2 separate regions of the Macaca mulatta genome follow, and region 1 is linked to region 2. The links are chromatin contacts, called in public Hi-C maps. All regions are on one chromosome and are shown on one strand. Each heading gives the region's core, a stretch centred on a gene start, on an enhancer-like site or on the middle of the called end of the contact. The rest is flanking DNA. Distances are from core to core; before and after follow the strand shown. Region 1 holds the start of ZNF263 (zinc finger protein 263). Region 2 holds the start of ZNF200 (zinc finger protein 200).

Evidence for each region. A called contact is a pair of places that touch in the nucleus more often than the background predicts.
Region 1: a contact with region 2 is called in a Hi-C map of liver, with 2.5 times the contacts expected there. The contact joins the promoter of ZNF263 here to the promoter of ZNF200 in region 2. A contact is called at or near these places in 3 of 14 Hi-C or Micro-C datasets (cortical neurons, fetal cortex germinal zone and liver).

What each region holds. Positions count from the first base shown.
Region 1 is chr20:4,511,300-4,517,993 of T2T-MMU8v2.0, reverse strand. ZNF263 (zinc finger protein 263) reads right to left here and starts at 1,859. Exons shown (of 6, transcript NM_001266542.1): 1 at 1,200-1,859; 2 at 186-366. The coding sequence starts at 1,586. LOC144337886 (a long non-coding RNA gene) reads left to right here and starts at 2,469. Exons shown (of 2, transcript XR_013411521.1): 1 at 2,469-3,073; 2 at 6,442-6,694.
Region 2 is chr20:4,469,481-4,476,956 of T2T-MMU8v2.0, reverse strand. It overlaps ZNF200 (zinc finger protein 200), which reads left to right and starts at 2,255. Exons shown (of 5, transcript NM_001261221.1): 1 at 2,255-2,635; 2 at 3,418-3,748; 3 at 4,653-4,741; 4 at 5,027-5,147. The coding sequence starts at 3,499. LOC106994924 (a long non-coding RNA gene) reads right to left here and starts at 2,060. Exons shown (of 3, transcript XR_003725570.2): 1 at 1,488-2,060.

The DNA of each region.
Region 1 (6,694 bases), core at 610-3,109, 41 kb before region 2:
GAGACTCCCTTCCCTTCCCCCAGCCCCAGGAGAACCCACACCACCAACTGCAGGTCTTTCATTCCACGTGTGAACCTTAACTTCAGCAATTCCTTCTCCTTCGCACCAATGCGACATCCTGCTTGTGTCGGGGGCAACCCCCAAGCCCCTCCTCCCTCCCACCTGCCCAGATAACTGTGCCTCACCCCTCTCCTTTACAGCCTGGGGGTCCCTTTGGGGGCTGGGGCCTAGCAGCTCCTGCAGCCTGGGGCCAGGGCTTCGCTCAGTCTCCATTGGCTCCAGCTTGAAGCTCGGTGACTCTCGTGCTGTTTCCAGAGGCAAAGGCTCCTCCAAAAGCACTTCTGTTTCCCGCCCATGGTTTGTGACCTGGGAACCAACCCACATCACTCATCATCACAACAGGGCCCAAAGGGAAGGGAAATTAGTATAGGATACTGAGAGCAAGCCTTCAACAGAGAACCTCAGGCCATCCCTTAGGGCCCAGGCAACAGAAAAATGGTTTACACTAAAGGCTTTTTTGATCCCCTGTGCAGGGCGAGGGGTTAGGGAAAGGGCCCACTCCCAGAGCACACCTTCCCCACACAGCTCTTAAGATACACCTCACTCCCTTTTGCTCTCCCCACCTTTCCTAGGTGCTTCTATTCCTCACTATAGGATAAGCTAAATTGGGGTAGCCCGGGGGGCAATGACCTCAGGGCCTCGGTGCCAAATTATCTTTCAAAGTTCACAATTAACGGAGGCCCAGCTTTGCAGAAGACCAGACCGTAGACCCTAATATAACAACAGCTAGCAAGTACTAAGCACTCATTATAAGCTAGCAGTGTTATCACAACTTTACACGCTGCTCTTCCTGTAAGCCCAATAAAGTATGTTAATATTCTCATTTTACGAGTAGGAAAACAGGCCGAAAGACATCAAGTAACTTGGCAAAGTAACAAAGCTAGTACTAGCAGATTGAAGATTTGAATGCTGGCGATCTAACTCCACGGCTAACACTAACTGTTCCAGGGACACTGCCTCCGCGTGGAAACAGGGCACTCTTCACTGCTTTATGTTCATTTGGGGAAAATATGGAGGACGAGTGTTCCTCCCCATGTAAGGTCTACTCAGTGCAATTTACTTGAATTCGACCGGGGGGCAATGTCCCAGTCCTCGGGGCTAAACAAACCACAGATAAAACAGCTCGCTCTCTCTCTCACCTGTTGTCTCAGTCTCCCAAGCTCTCTCTGCATATCCTCCACAAGGGTCACCGCTTCTTCGCCGCTCTCCGGATGCAGCTCCTGCACCCTGCTCTGGATCTCCTGGGGCAGGATGGTCAGGAACTGCTCCAGCACCAGCAGCTCCAAGATCTGCTCTTTCGTGCGCATCTCAGGCCGAAGCCACCCATGGCAAAGCTCTTGGAGCCGGCTGAGGGCTTCGCGAGGACCAGCTGCCTCTTGGAAGCGGAACCGTCTGAAGCGCAAGTGGGAGGCCTCGGGGCTCGGCCCTGGGTCAGGCGGGGGCAGCTCCTGGCTCCAGGCGCAGTCCTCCTCCAGCTTCACTATCAGGAGCCCTTCCCGTTCCTGGGGGCTCGGGCCCGACGCCATCGTCGGGTCTCCAGAGCGCCTTAGCCCGAAACCAGCCGTGCCCGCCTACGAAGGCGCCCTGAACCCGTGTAAGGATAGACGGCGCCGGCTGCAGCCCAGGGCCGGAGGCTCCCAGTCCACGCCAAGGAGCCCCGCTCCAGCCCAGGCGCGGACGGCTCCGGCGCCTAGGCCTCAGTAGGTCCCAGGCGCCGCCACGCCGGCCCCGTAGCCCGTCCGTGCCAGGACTTCCCCGAGACAGGAACCGAGCGCCGCGCTTCTCACCCTACAGGATACCCACGCAGGACCCAGACCTCTGCTCCCACGCCGGAAGTCTCTGCGCGGGAGTTAGGCGTCCACAAGCCCACGGCGCCTGCTCGTGACCAACTTCCGGGTCACGTTTTGCGAACTACAGCGCCCATTGGGTCAGGGTTCGCCACACACTCACCACCTACCAATGAGAAGGGAAGATTTGCCTGCGGGGGCGGGACGAGCGAGGGACCAATTGGAGACGAGAAGCGGGGCCACGGGGCGCGTCCTGAGATTCTGGGAGTGGCTGGGGCAGGGCCGCTGGATCCAAACGAAAACAAGCCCGAGGCGGTTGTGACTGGCGGGCAACCTGGGTTAGAATTACTCCGGAGGGCTTGCGAAAACGCAGATCCCAGGGCCACGCGCTCTCCAGTGCGTCCGTGTCGGGGCGAGGCCTGGAAATCTGAATTGTTAATAAGCTTCCCCCGATGAATCCTTCCCCAAGCCAGGCCCCACCCGCTTCGGGTACTCTGGGCTGGCTAAAGATGGTCCCACTCGCCCCTGCGGCCTCCTCGGCATCTCGGAGAGGCTAGGGAGGTAGCCGCCCGCCCAGTTAGTGGCGCCGCGTGGCCTGCGGCGCGGGGCCTGCTGGGAGATGCAGTCCGCGGCGCGGCCTCGCGACTGCGCGAGCGCCCTGGGGGAGGGCCCAAGAGCCGGGCGATTCTGAAACCCCGAGTCCCTCGGAGACCCCCTGCTGTGCTTTGGGCTCTCTTCTGCGGCTGGACATCCCAGAGGAGCGCTTGGGGCCGGGTTCGCGGTACCTGCTTCCGATTTTAGATCGGATTTTAAACCTGCCCGAGACGTGCGGCGCCTGCAGTGCATTCTCCAAGTTTCAGTTTCTTGCCCAGCCCAGCAAGGGCGGGATCTGCCTTCAGCTCCGCCGTGGACTTTTGATAGTTGGGGGCGAGTGACAGGAGGGCCGCAGGGCCGATTCCCTATTGGGCGCGGTTGTGAGCTTTGTGTCGGTGAGCGGGGCTGCCCAGTTGTGAGGCGGCCCAGGTCCTCCGGGCCGTGAGATCCGCAAATGGAAGCGTCCTGGGATTGAATCTGACAACCAGTTACCGTGTGTTTAGCGCTTATATGCAGATCCATCCTGAAAACACGTTTGTATGAAGCAGATGCTATTACCAGCCCCTTCCAACAGGTGGTGGCACTGAGATAAGTCATTTGCCTGGGGTCACACAGCTAGTCTGTCACCAAAGGTGAGGTTACCATGATAGTAGAGGGTAATATGGGATTGAAGAGGTCGGTTTGGGATGACTAGGTGAAAAGAGTACTGATATTTTATCTTATTTTATTTTATTTTATTTTTCCGAGACGGAGTTTTGCTCTTGTTGCCCAGGCTGGAGTTCAATGGCGCAGTCTCAGCTGACTGCAACCTCCCCCTCCCGGGTTCAAGCGATTCTCCTGCCTCAGCCTCCTGAGTAGCCGGGATTACAGGTGTCCGCCACTACGCACGGCTAATTTTTGTATTTTTAGTAGAGACGGGGTTTCACCATGTTGGCCAAGCTGGTCTTGAATTCCTGACCTCGAGTGATTTGCCCGCCTCAGCCTCCCACTGTGCTGGGGTTACAGGTGTGAACCACCACGCCCGGCCTTTTTTTTCTTATTATATTCCAGGGAAGATGACAGATCCGCAGGCTGTCGTGGCAAATGCAGAGCCAGTGACCCCACAGCACTCAAGGTCCAGTTTGGAAAATCTTGTTTGCTTCCTAGGACCATTCTGGTGGTTTTAGGCATTCCTGTTTTTTTGTTTTTGAGATAGGGTCTTGCTCTGTCGCCCAGGCTGAAGTGCAGTGGCACGATCATTAGACATTCCTATTTCAAGAGACATAAATTCTAGACTGAAGCCTCAAAACCACTTTTTTCTGACATTTACTATGTAATCTCAGGCAAATTATGTAATCTCACCAAACCTCAGTTTCCTCATCTATTTTGAGGGAATACTATACGCACCTCACCTCATATCACTGGGTTAGGAAGAAATAAGCTGAGCTACACAGGATGCTTAGAACAGTACCTGGAGTCTCGCCCTGTCACCCAGGCTGGAGTGCAGTGGCAGGATCTCAGCTCACTACAACCTCCGCCTCTTGGGTTCAAGTGATTCTCCTGCCTCAGCCTCCTGAGTAGCTGGGATTATAGGCACCACACCCCCACACCGGCTAATTTTTGTATTTTTAGTAGAGACAGGGTTTTGCCATGTTGGCCAGGCTGGTCTCGAACTCTTGACCTCAGGTGATCCACCCGCCTCAGCCTCCCAAAGCACTGGACTTAGGGTTTTCTTTTACCTGTACCACATGCTCTTTGATCCTATTCCTAGCTTTGAAATCTGATCATAAAAAAATAGCAAATTTAAATGGCATTTCATTTGAAATGCATTTTATTTTTATTAATATGAAATATATTACCTTTCTTCATGAAAAGGTATATGATGCATTTTACTCCACTTATATTTTGATTAAATGTTCTGGAGTTTAAATTTTCCTTTGGATTAACGTTAACCAAACTGTCTTACTAATATTGTTTGATAATGTTAGTATTTAGACGTATTCCTCTATTTGCATATTAGATCACTGTTTACCAACCTATTTTTGTTTTGTTTTGAGACGGAGTTTTGCTCTTGTTGCCCAGGCTGGAGTGCAATGGCACGGATCTCGGCTCACCACAACCTCCACCTCCCAGGTTCAAGCGAATCTCCTGCCTTAGCCTCCCTAGTAGCTGGGATTATAGGCATGTGCCACCATGCCCGGCTAATTTTGTATTTTTAGTAGAGACAGGGTTTCTCCATGTTGGTCAGGCTGGTCTCGAACTCGCGACCTCAGGTGATCCACCCACCTCGGCCTCCCAAAGTGCTGGGATTACAGGCATAAGCCACCATGCCCGGCGTTTTTTGTTTTGCTTTTTTTCAGACGAGTAAACTGTCAGAGATGAGGAGGGAGAGGAAAGAACTTGGAAAGAGGGTACAACCCAAACTTTTGTCAGGGAAGGCATGGCAGGACACGTGGGAGACCACACTGGGGAACATTTTACTAATTTTCTGGATTGATGGAAACACTGTTAGATATTTGTTTTGGTTAATATCAAGACAATCTAATTCTAGGCTTCAACTAAAACAAATGTGTAAAGATTGTTTTTGCTGGTTGCCAACCAAACCAGTTTTGTTTTTTTTTTTTTTGAGATGGAGTCTCACTCTGTCGCCCAGCCGGATCTCAGCTTACTGCAAGCTCTGCCTCCCGGGTTTACGCCATTCTCCTGCCTCAGCCTCCCGAGTAGCTGGGACTATAGGTGCCTGCCACCTCGCCTGGCTAGTTTTTTTGTATTTTTTAGTAGAGACGGGGTTTCACTGTGTTAGCCAGGATGGTCTCGATCTTCTGACCTCATGATCCGCCCCTCTCGGCCTCCCAAAGTGCTGGGATTACAAGCTTGAGCCACCGCGCCCAGCCTCAGATACCAATTCTTATTTGAAAGTCTCTTAACTGAAATTAATCCAGGGCATAGTTTAACTATCACATTTACCTCTCTCTTCTCTTGGATTCAATAAGAGAATAGTTCTCAGTTTTAATATAGTCAGAATTTTAGGACAATTAACTTGATATTTTGGTTCTAACTTAGATAATTTTATTATCAAAATATTCAAAAAATGAGGTAAAACTAAATCAGTGCATTGACGTTAGCAGAATTAATTCACTCCTCTTCCCAGAGACTGGAGAATAGCTTTGAATTGAGCACAAAAGGATCTTCCCCCTATTTTGTTTTTGTTCTGTTTATTATTTTTGCAGTAAGCCTTTTGCACTCCTAGATTTTGTTCTAATGTTGAAAAACTGCCTATTATGCTAGGCACAGTGGCTCACACCTGTAATCCTAGCACTTTAGGAGGCCGAGGCAAGAAGATTGCTTGAGCCAGGAGTTCAAGACCAGCCTGGGCAACAGAGAGAGCCCTTCTCTCTACAAAATTTTTTTTAAATTATCAGGACATGGTAGCACATGTCTGTGGTCCCAGCTACTCCAGAAGCTAAGGTGGGAGGATCCCTTAAGCCTGGGAGGTCAAGGCTGCAGTGAGTTGAGATTGTGCCACTGCAGTCCAGCCTGGGAGACATTGCAAGACCATGTCTCAAAAAATGCCAACTGCCTGTTAGAGGCTCCAGGTGAAATAATCCTAATTTAGAAGGAAATGAATATGGAGAGGCCATCTGTCCTGGAAATCAGCCTGAACTCAGGAAAAATCAGTGTGACCCAGACTATCATGTTCCCTGTATTTCTTATGACCAGTATATCTAGTCCCAAACCCTGACCTGTACTTCCCATTGGAGCATAGAGAAGAGCCATGGGTGCAGGAATAGCAGGATTCCAAAGGAAAGAAACAATGACTTGGCTCCAGGAGAGGTGAGTGTTCACTGGAAAGAAACAGGAAGAAAGAAAAGAAAAATTCAGCATTACTTGGAATAAAAGCCTTTGGGATTCTATTTAGCAGTTTCTATTTTCTCTCTACTACTTTAATACAACTCTTTTTTCTGCCTCTCTCTTTCTCCTTGGACAAGGTGATATCTGCAATTTCTTTTTCTTCTTACAGGTTTTGAGATCAGGAGAGAAAATGCAGATTCTTCAAAGCAGAAGAAATGTCTGACTCTACATCTATTGTTACTTCAGAGAAGAATAAAATTGAATCACCAATTTTACCAAAAAAAAGACTATAAACATTTAGGAAATCAGTAGAGAAACACCCCAGATTTAGCCAAACTTGTAGATGATCAGAACCTCTCTATAAGGAGAGAAACCTGAGAACAGAATGGGAAGGCAAACTCAGCTCTTAGCTTTTCCTTAGT
Region 2 (7,476 bases), core at 1,006-3,505:
CAAGAAATCTGTAGACATCAGATTCACAGATGAGATTGTGAAGGTCAAAGAGTACATATGGGCCGGGCGCGGTGGCTCAAGCCTGTAATCCCAGCACTTTGGGAGGCCGAGACGGGCGGATCACGAGGTCAGGAGATCGAGACCATCCTGGCTAACACAATGAAACCCCGTCTCTACTAAAAATACAAAAAAATTAGCCGGGCGAGGTGGCGGGCGCCTGTAGTCCCAGCTACTCGGGAGGCTGAGGCAGGAGAATGGCGTAAACGCGGGAGGCGGAGTTTGCAGTGAGCCGAGATAGTGCCACTGCACTCCAGCCTGGGCGACAGAGCGAGACTCCGTCTCAAAAAAAAAAAAAAAAAAGAGTACATATGTGTACTTTTAATTTTAATATATATTACAAGATGACTTCATACACTATACTACCAGTAAAAGGAGTGCCTATTTCTCCACCTTCGTTGTTTGATAGGTGAAAAATGTTGGTCCCTTTAAAAGTGATAATCTTGACTAGTAGTGTGGTTAAGCATCTTTTCAAATGTTAATGACCAATTAGGTTTCCTCCTCTCGGGAAGAGCTCCTCATTGCCTTTGCTTTTTGTCAGTTGGCAGGGGTTCATTTCGTCTTGGGAATGTCTAATCCTTTGTGTAGCTAATCTTTACTACTATCTTCCAGTCTTATTTCTTGTTTGTTAACAGAGTCAAGAAAAAGTATTTAAAAAATACAATCACATGCCGGGCGCGGTGGCTCAAGCCTGTAATCCCAGCACTTTGGGAGGCCGAGACGGGCGGATCACGAGGTCAGGAGATCGAGACCATCCTGGCTAACACGGTGAAACCCCATCTCTACTAAAAAATACAAAAAAACTAGCCGGGCGAAGTGGCGGGTGCCTGTAGTCCCAGCTATTCGGGAGGCTGAGGCAGGAGAATGGCGTGAACCCGAGAGGAGGAGCTTGCAGTGAGCTGAGATCCGGCCACTGCACTCCAGCCTGGGTGACAGAGCAAGACGCCGTCTCAAAAAAAAAAAAAAAAAAAAAAAATACAATCACACAGGTTTATATTTTACTTCAAAACATCTCAGTTATCTGTTTTGCCTCATAGTTCAAACCACACTGCTTTGATTAACGGAGCCTTTTTAGTAAATTTTGATCTGAAAAGGCAGATATTCCTTATTTTTCTAGAATGTCTTGGTGCCACACAGTTTTCATACTCGTTTCTTTGTGACATATTTTAAGCCATCGTTAAACGATTAGTCAGCTGTAATTAACTTTAAGAAGTATTCATTTATATTTTTACTTTTGTCTACTTTCTGGAGGCTGGTGTTACATCGAGAAATAAGGCCACACCTGCCCACAAGTTGTCCCAACCCTGATCAATGCCTCACTGGCGAACGAACCGAGTATGGATACAACGCACAAAGACAAAACTCTGTTCGGCCTCCGTAGGAAGCTGAAATTGAGAACAGAGACAGTACAAGAAGGGCAATTAAGATACTTTTAAAAACAAGACGGCCGGTGGGGACAGCAGAGTAGAAGTTAGAAAGTTGGAGGTGGCAACGTAGGTGCCCCAGCTCTAACCTATGGGAGTCACCAGAGCAGAGGCGGAGTCCCATGCCGGCCACACCCTCTCCGCCTCCGCAGTCCTTTTACTGGAAAACCGCAGTGAAAGGAGGAAACGCGCGGAGACGTCTTGATCTTCCGGTCCGAGAGCTCGCTTCCTTCAAGCCTTGGCGGGGGAACGGGGGGGTTGGAGGGGGTCCGCCTTGCCCCAACGGCCGCGCCTGACGGTCGTCCATTGGTTGTTTGCATTCGAACTACATTTCCCAGGAGGCCCTGGGGTTAGACTGGCCGCAGCTGGAGAAGTGCCAACCCGTCATGGATGACTGGAGCCAGCCTCTTACCTTCCGTCTTCCAGGCAGAGCCACAGAGAGACAGGCTGCAGCCGTCTGGCCTCCCTCCAGCCCTGAGAGCTCCCTGGGCCCGTCTCAAGCGTTACCGTCTCAAGCGCAGATTGCCCGCTCTGAACGGGGAGACCAGGCTTCTGCACCGGAAACAAGGCACCGGTTGTGACGTGACGGCTGCAGAGCGCCCGACCTCCCAGAAGGCACCGCGTCCCTGCAATTCACCTTAACTGGTCACGGCGCGAACGAATAGTCGCCGGCGACCTGTGAGGGCACTCGGAAGGGCGAGGGGAGGGCTCGGCCGCTCGCGCCTAGTTTTTCTATCTCTCCCGGAGCCTGAGTCTCTGAGCCGTCCCCAGCAAACGCTCAGGGGCTGCAGAGGCCCCGAGAGGTGAGGGGCTCCGTGAGGGCGGGAACCAGGCTGAGGCCGCCTCTGGGGAACGGAGCGTGTCCGTTGCTGAGGGAGAAAGGCCGGGTAGGGAGCCTGGTGAGCGCCTCAGGCAGGGGCGCACGCTGAGCTTTACGGTAAAGGTGTTCCTTGACCAGCGGAAGAGGCCCCAGAGTGAGCCTGGCCCGGCGGGCCTTAGTGGGATGTCGCCTGCCGCTCTCAGGAGAGCTTTGACGGCGGAGAGGAGTCGGCAGGCGGTGTGTGGACCCCTCCTCGGCCTTGCGTCTGCTCCCCGGGAGAGTCACCAACCGCCTCCCCGCCCAAAGGGCACCGGAGGGAGCTTCGGTTCGAGGGGTACAGTATGGCCAGTTTCAGTGACCAACCTGCTTCTAGGCGGATGTCCGCGGTATTGACCCCAGATTTCCTGTCTTCTAGCCCATTGCTCTTTCTCCAGACCTGATTCAACCTCTTCCTGGTGGGTTTTACACACCGTCTTTCTGTCTTTTCTTTCTCCTTTTCTTTCCCTTCCCTGACTCCCTTCCTCCTTTCCTTTCTCTTTTCCTTTCTTTTTTAGAGTCAGGGTCTTGCTTTGTCATTCAGACTGGAGTGCAGTGGCGCGATCACAGTTCACTGCAACCTCGACCCCCTGGGCACAAGCAATCCTCCCACCTCCCGAGTAGCTGGGACCCACAGACTTGTGTCGCCCCGCCCAGCTAATTTTTTATTTATTTTTTTATAGAATCGGGGTCTTGCTGTGTTGCCCAGGCTGGTCTTGAACTCCTGGACGCAAGCGACCCACCCACCAGGGCCTTCCAAAGTGCTGGGATTACAGGTGTGAGCCATCGGTACCTGGCCACACTTTGTATTTCTCAGGAGGCTGGACCTTGGCCTTCTCCCCGCCATTACTCCCTTGCCTTTGGACTTGAGGTTTGCAGAGTCTCTTTTTTATTCTCAGGATCTTCCTTTAACATCTTCCTAAGCATATCTTGTTCAAATACTGCGTTTCAGTTATGATTTCCTAACCCCAGCTGTCGTTTTCTTTAGATCTCCTGTAACCTCACTACCCATGCCACATACTGGAGTGCAGTAATGCCTTGCCTGGTCTTGTGGGTAATCCCTGGTTTCTCTGTCTACAGCTTGGCTCTCTGGCAGATTTCCTCTAGTAAGAGGTGGCTCAGGAGGCCCCGCGAAACGAGTGTGGTGTGTGGTTGCAAGGCATGATGGCTGCAAAAGTGGTTCCTATGCCCCCAAAGCCAAAGCGGTCCTTTATACTGAGAGTTCCGCCAGACTCCAAGCTGGGCCAAGACCTACTTCGAGATGCCACTAATGGGCCCAAGACCATCCACCAGCTAGTGCTGGAGCACTTCCTCACCTTCTTGCCCAAGCCAAGCCTGGTCCAGCCCAGTCAGAAAGTCAAGGAGACCTTGGTTATTATGAAAGATGTGAGCTCAAGCCTTCAGAACAGAGGTGAGAAGCACATGCTTGTTTCACTAGAAGAGGAGGAGGAGGTACTGGAGTCTAAGATAGGCTTCTGTGTTAGTTATAAATTCAAATTAGGATGGTGTATATTGAAAAAGGAGTCAATTCTAGTGTTGGAAAGAGGAAATTCTTCTGAAGTGCTGGGTGTGGGTAAAGCCACAGAATAAACAGTGTGCATCTTTCTGTAGTGTCGGTTTTACCCAAACATTCTGAGGGAAATATCTTTTTTTTTTTTTTTTTTTTTTTTGAGACGGAGTCTCGCTCTGTTGCCCAGGCTGGAGTGCAGTGGCCGGATCTCAGCTCACTGCAAGCTCCGCCTCCTGGGTTCACGCCATTCTCCTGCCTCAGCCTCCCGAGTAGCTGGGACTCCAGGCGCCCGCCACCTCGCCCGGCTAGTTTTTTGTATTTTTTTAAGTAGAGACGGGGTTTCACCGTGTTAGCCAGGATGGTCTCGATCTCCTGACCTCTTGATCCGCCCATCTCGGCCTCCCAAAGTGCTGGGATTACAGGCTTGAGCCACCGCGCCCGGCCGAGGGAAATATCTTTTTGGGATAAATCAGATGAATTATTGAGTTAGGTTTATGTGGAATTTTAGAAATTTTCTGCTCTTTCTGGGCATCTTCACACTTTACATTGCCCCGAGCTCTCCTTTAGTAATACTCTATGGGAAATTCTGAAAGGTGTGTAGAGAGGTCATTATTTTCATAAAAGGGAGATGCCATAGGTTCAAGACCCTAGAGTTTATGGCTTGACCTCCATAAGGGCTCACAGGAGCAGAAAAGCCCATGAGTTACCTGTCAAAGGAATGAGGACAGCCTGACCTCAAGGTATGGGGAGTCTCTGTGTTAGAATCACTGAGTTTTTCACTAACGACACCTTCCTCTTTCCCCAGTGCATCCTCGTCCCTTGGTGAAGCTTCTGCCCAAAGGAGTCCAACAGGAACAAGAGACAGTGTCTCTGTATTTGAAAGCTAACCCTGAGGTGGGTTTGGTTTTCCTATTCACTGTCTGAATCCATCACCTTCCATGCTTGGCCAACGTGTGTGTAAAAACACATTCTTAGGAGTTGGCCTTCTTGGGTGTTTTTCTTCTGCTTTTTCCTTGAGCCCTTCTCAGCCTGGCTGTCCTGTCTTTGCTGCACCTCTGTGGGATTTATAGGTCCCTCTTGCCATCCCTTCCCTTGATCTTTGTTCGTCAGTTTTTGTTACCAGTAGGGCTGTCAGTGAACCTCAGTTACTAAGATGAAAGGGGCCTCTTGCTCTTTCAGGAACTGGTGGTCTTTGAGGATTTGAATGTATTTCACTGCCAGGAAGAATGTGTGAGCTTGGATCCTACTCTCACCTCAGAGAAGGAAGATGACAGCAGTGTCGGGGAGATGATGTTACTGGGTAAGAATCACAGCCCAGCCGGGCGTGGTGGCTCTCGCCTGTAATCCCGGCACTTTGGGAGCCCAAGACAGGCAGATCACGAGGTCAGGAGATCGAGACCATCCTGGCTAACACGATGAAACCCTGTGTCTACTAAAAATACAAAAAATTAGCTGGGCGTGGTGGTGGGTGCCTATAGTCCCAGCTACTCAGGAGGCTGAGGCAGGAGAATGGCGTGAACCCGGGAAGCGGAGCTTGCAGTGAGCCGAGATCGTGCCACTGCACTCCAGCCTGGGTGACAGAGCGAAACTCCGTCTCAAAAAAAAAAAAAAAAAGAAATCACAGCCTTTGTGTGTTCAGATTGTTTACTTTGGGACAAGCACATCCTTCATCTCTAGCTTTGGGGGACAATTCACACCTGGTAAGCCTATGTACACACACACATTCTATTTTACTTTTGTTTTATTCTGTGTGGCAGAGCCTTTCCACAGCTCCAGCTGTGGGTGGGTGGGTGGCCATTTTCCCTATATGTTGGGTGCAGTGAGGGGAGAGGTAGGGAAAACCTGCAGACAGAAACTGTGGGCATAGAAACTGTTCTGAACCCATTTTCTGAACTCTGTTCTCAACAGGTATATTTGAATGTTTTCATTGAACACATGACTAGCTCTTCTAATCCCCGTCCCCTTTTTGATGTTCAATAGATGTGAAGACTACTAGCCTAAGTGAAAATATATTCCACTATTGATGAAAGTAATGTTTAACACTTAATGAGCACTTACATGCTGTTATATGCTAGGCACTAGTCCAAATGCTTTTCATGTGTTTATTGTCTCATGTACTTCTCAGAGTAATATTGAGTGGTATGGAAATTACTGCCACCTTACAGGTGACAGAACTGAGGCAGAGAGGGGTTAAAACATTTGCTAAAGGTCACACAGTTGTAAGCAGTGGAACAGGGATTCGGACTCAGGGAATCTGACATCAGAATTTGCAGTAATGGCCCAGGGCTGCTCTGCCTCCTAGATGCATTTCTCATAATTTCGTTGTTGGTGAATGGGGCATTCTTTTTTTTTTTTTCTTGAGACGGAGACTCGCTCTGCTGCCCAGGCTGGAGTGCAGTGGCGCGATCTTGGCTCGCTGCAATCTCCGCCTCCCGGGTTCACACCATTCTCCTGCCTCAGCCTCCCGAGTAGCTGGGACTACAGGCGCCCGCCACTACGCCCGGCTAACTTTTTTGTATTTTTAGTAGAGATGGGGTTTCACTGTGTTAGCCAGGATGGTCTTGATCTCCTGACCTCGTGATCCGCCTGCCTCAGCCTCCCAAAGTGCTGGGATTACAGGCGTGAGCCACCGCGCCCGGCTGGGGCATTCTTTATTTGTCCTCATTTCCCGGTAATAGTTGACAAGTGTTCTCCAGTGCTGTGTATGAACTGATCAGGCAGAGCCCCTCTATAATTTGCTTAGAGACACTTTACCTTTTCTTTAGAAATGCTGCAACCCTAGAGGCAGAGGCCCACACAAATGTCTTTACTGAGTGCCTGACACTTTTTACTTTGCCTTCAGGGCTGTTTGCTTCTGAGGGTGAAGTTGTACAGAGAATAGGTTTTAGGAGTTGCCTGGGGTGATAGAAATCCATTATGACTATGAAACTCTTAGCTGTAATTATACCATATGGTCAGAAGTATTGGTATGTAATGAGTCTAGTTAATTTCCCACAGGTTGCTCTATGTGATATCTTCTTTATTTTAGAGAAAAGTATAAAAAGATCAGATTTATTACACTGAGTTTTTCCTGAGTCTTGGGCAGAGCTAGCATTTATTTTGGGTGGCCGGTTAGTGGATATATTGCCTCCAGGATCACTTTGACTATGCACTTTGGGGCCCCTAAGACCCAGTCCTCACCCTCTGTTTCCCGCTTCCTCCACCCGTACCCTGAAGCTGATGGATTAAGCTTAGTCATTTACCAGCATGTCATAAATGTACTTGTTTTTTCCTCAGGCAGGATTGGGTTCTGGAATTGTATTTATAGGTTACAAAGATGCTGTATTCCTGCCTTTTATAACCTTCCATTTTGGTTTATAAGACAAGTCACTCCTTAAACGATAAGCAGTGTGAAATGTTTATAGGTATAATGAGCTATCGCAAGACTGAAGCAAGATTTGGACCCAGGAGCAGAGTAGGGAAGAAGGTGGAATTTATTTTGGATGAGATTGAATCCATGATAGGAAATAAAATGAGATTATCCTCCAGATATTTGGAAATTGGGTATTGGAGTTCAGATGTGAGGATACAGGGATTGGGGAGTCATCAGTTTATAGGTGATGATAATTGAAACAGTAACATTTAACCAA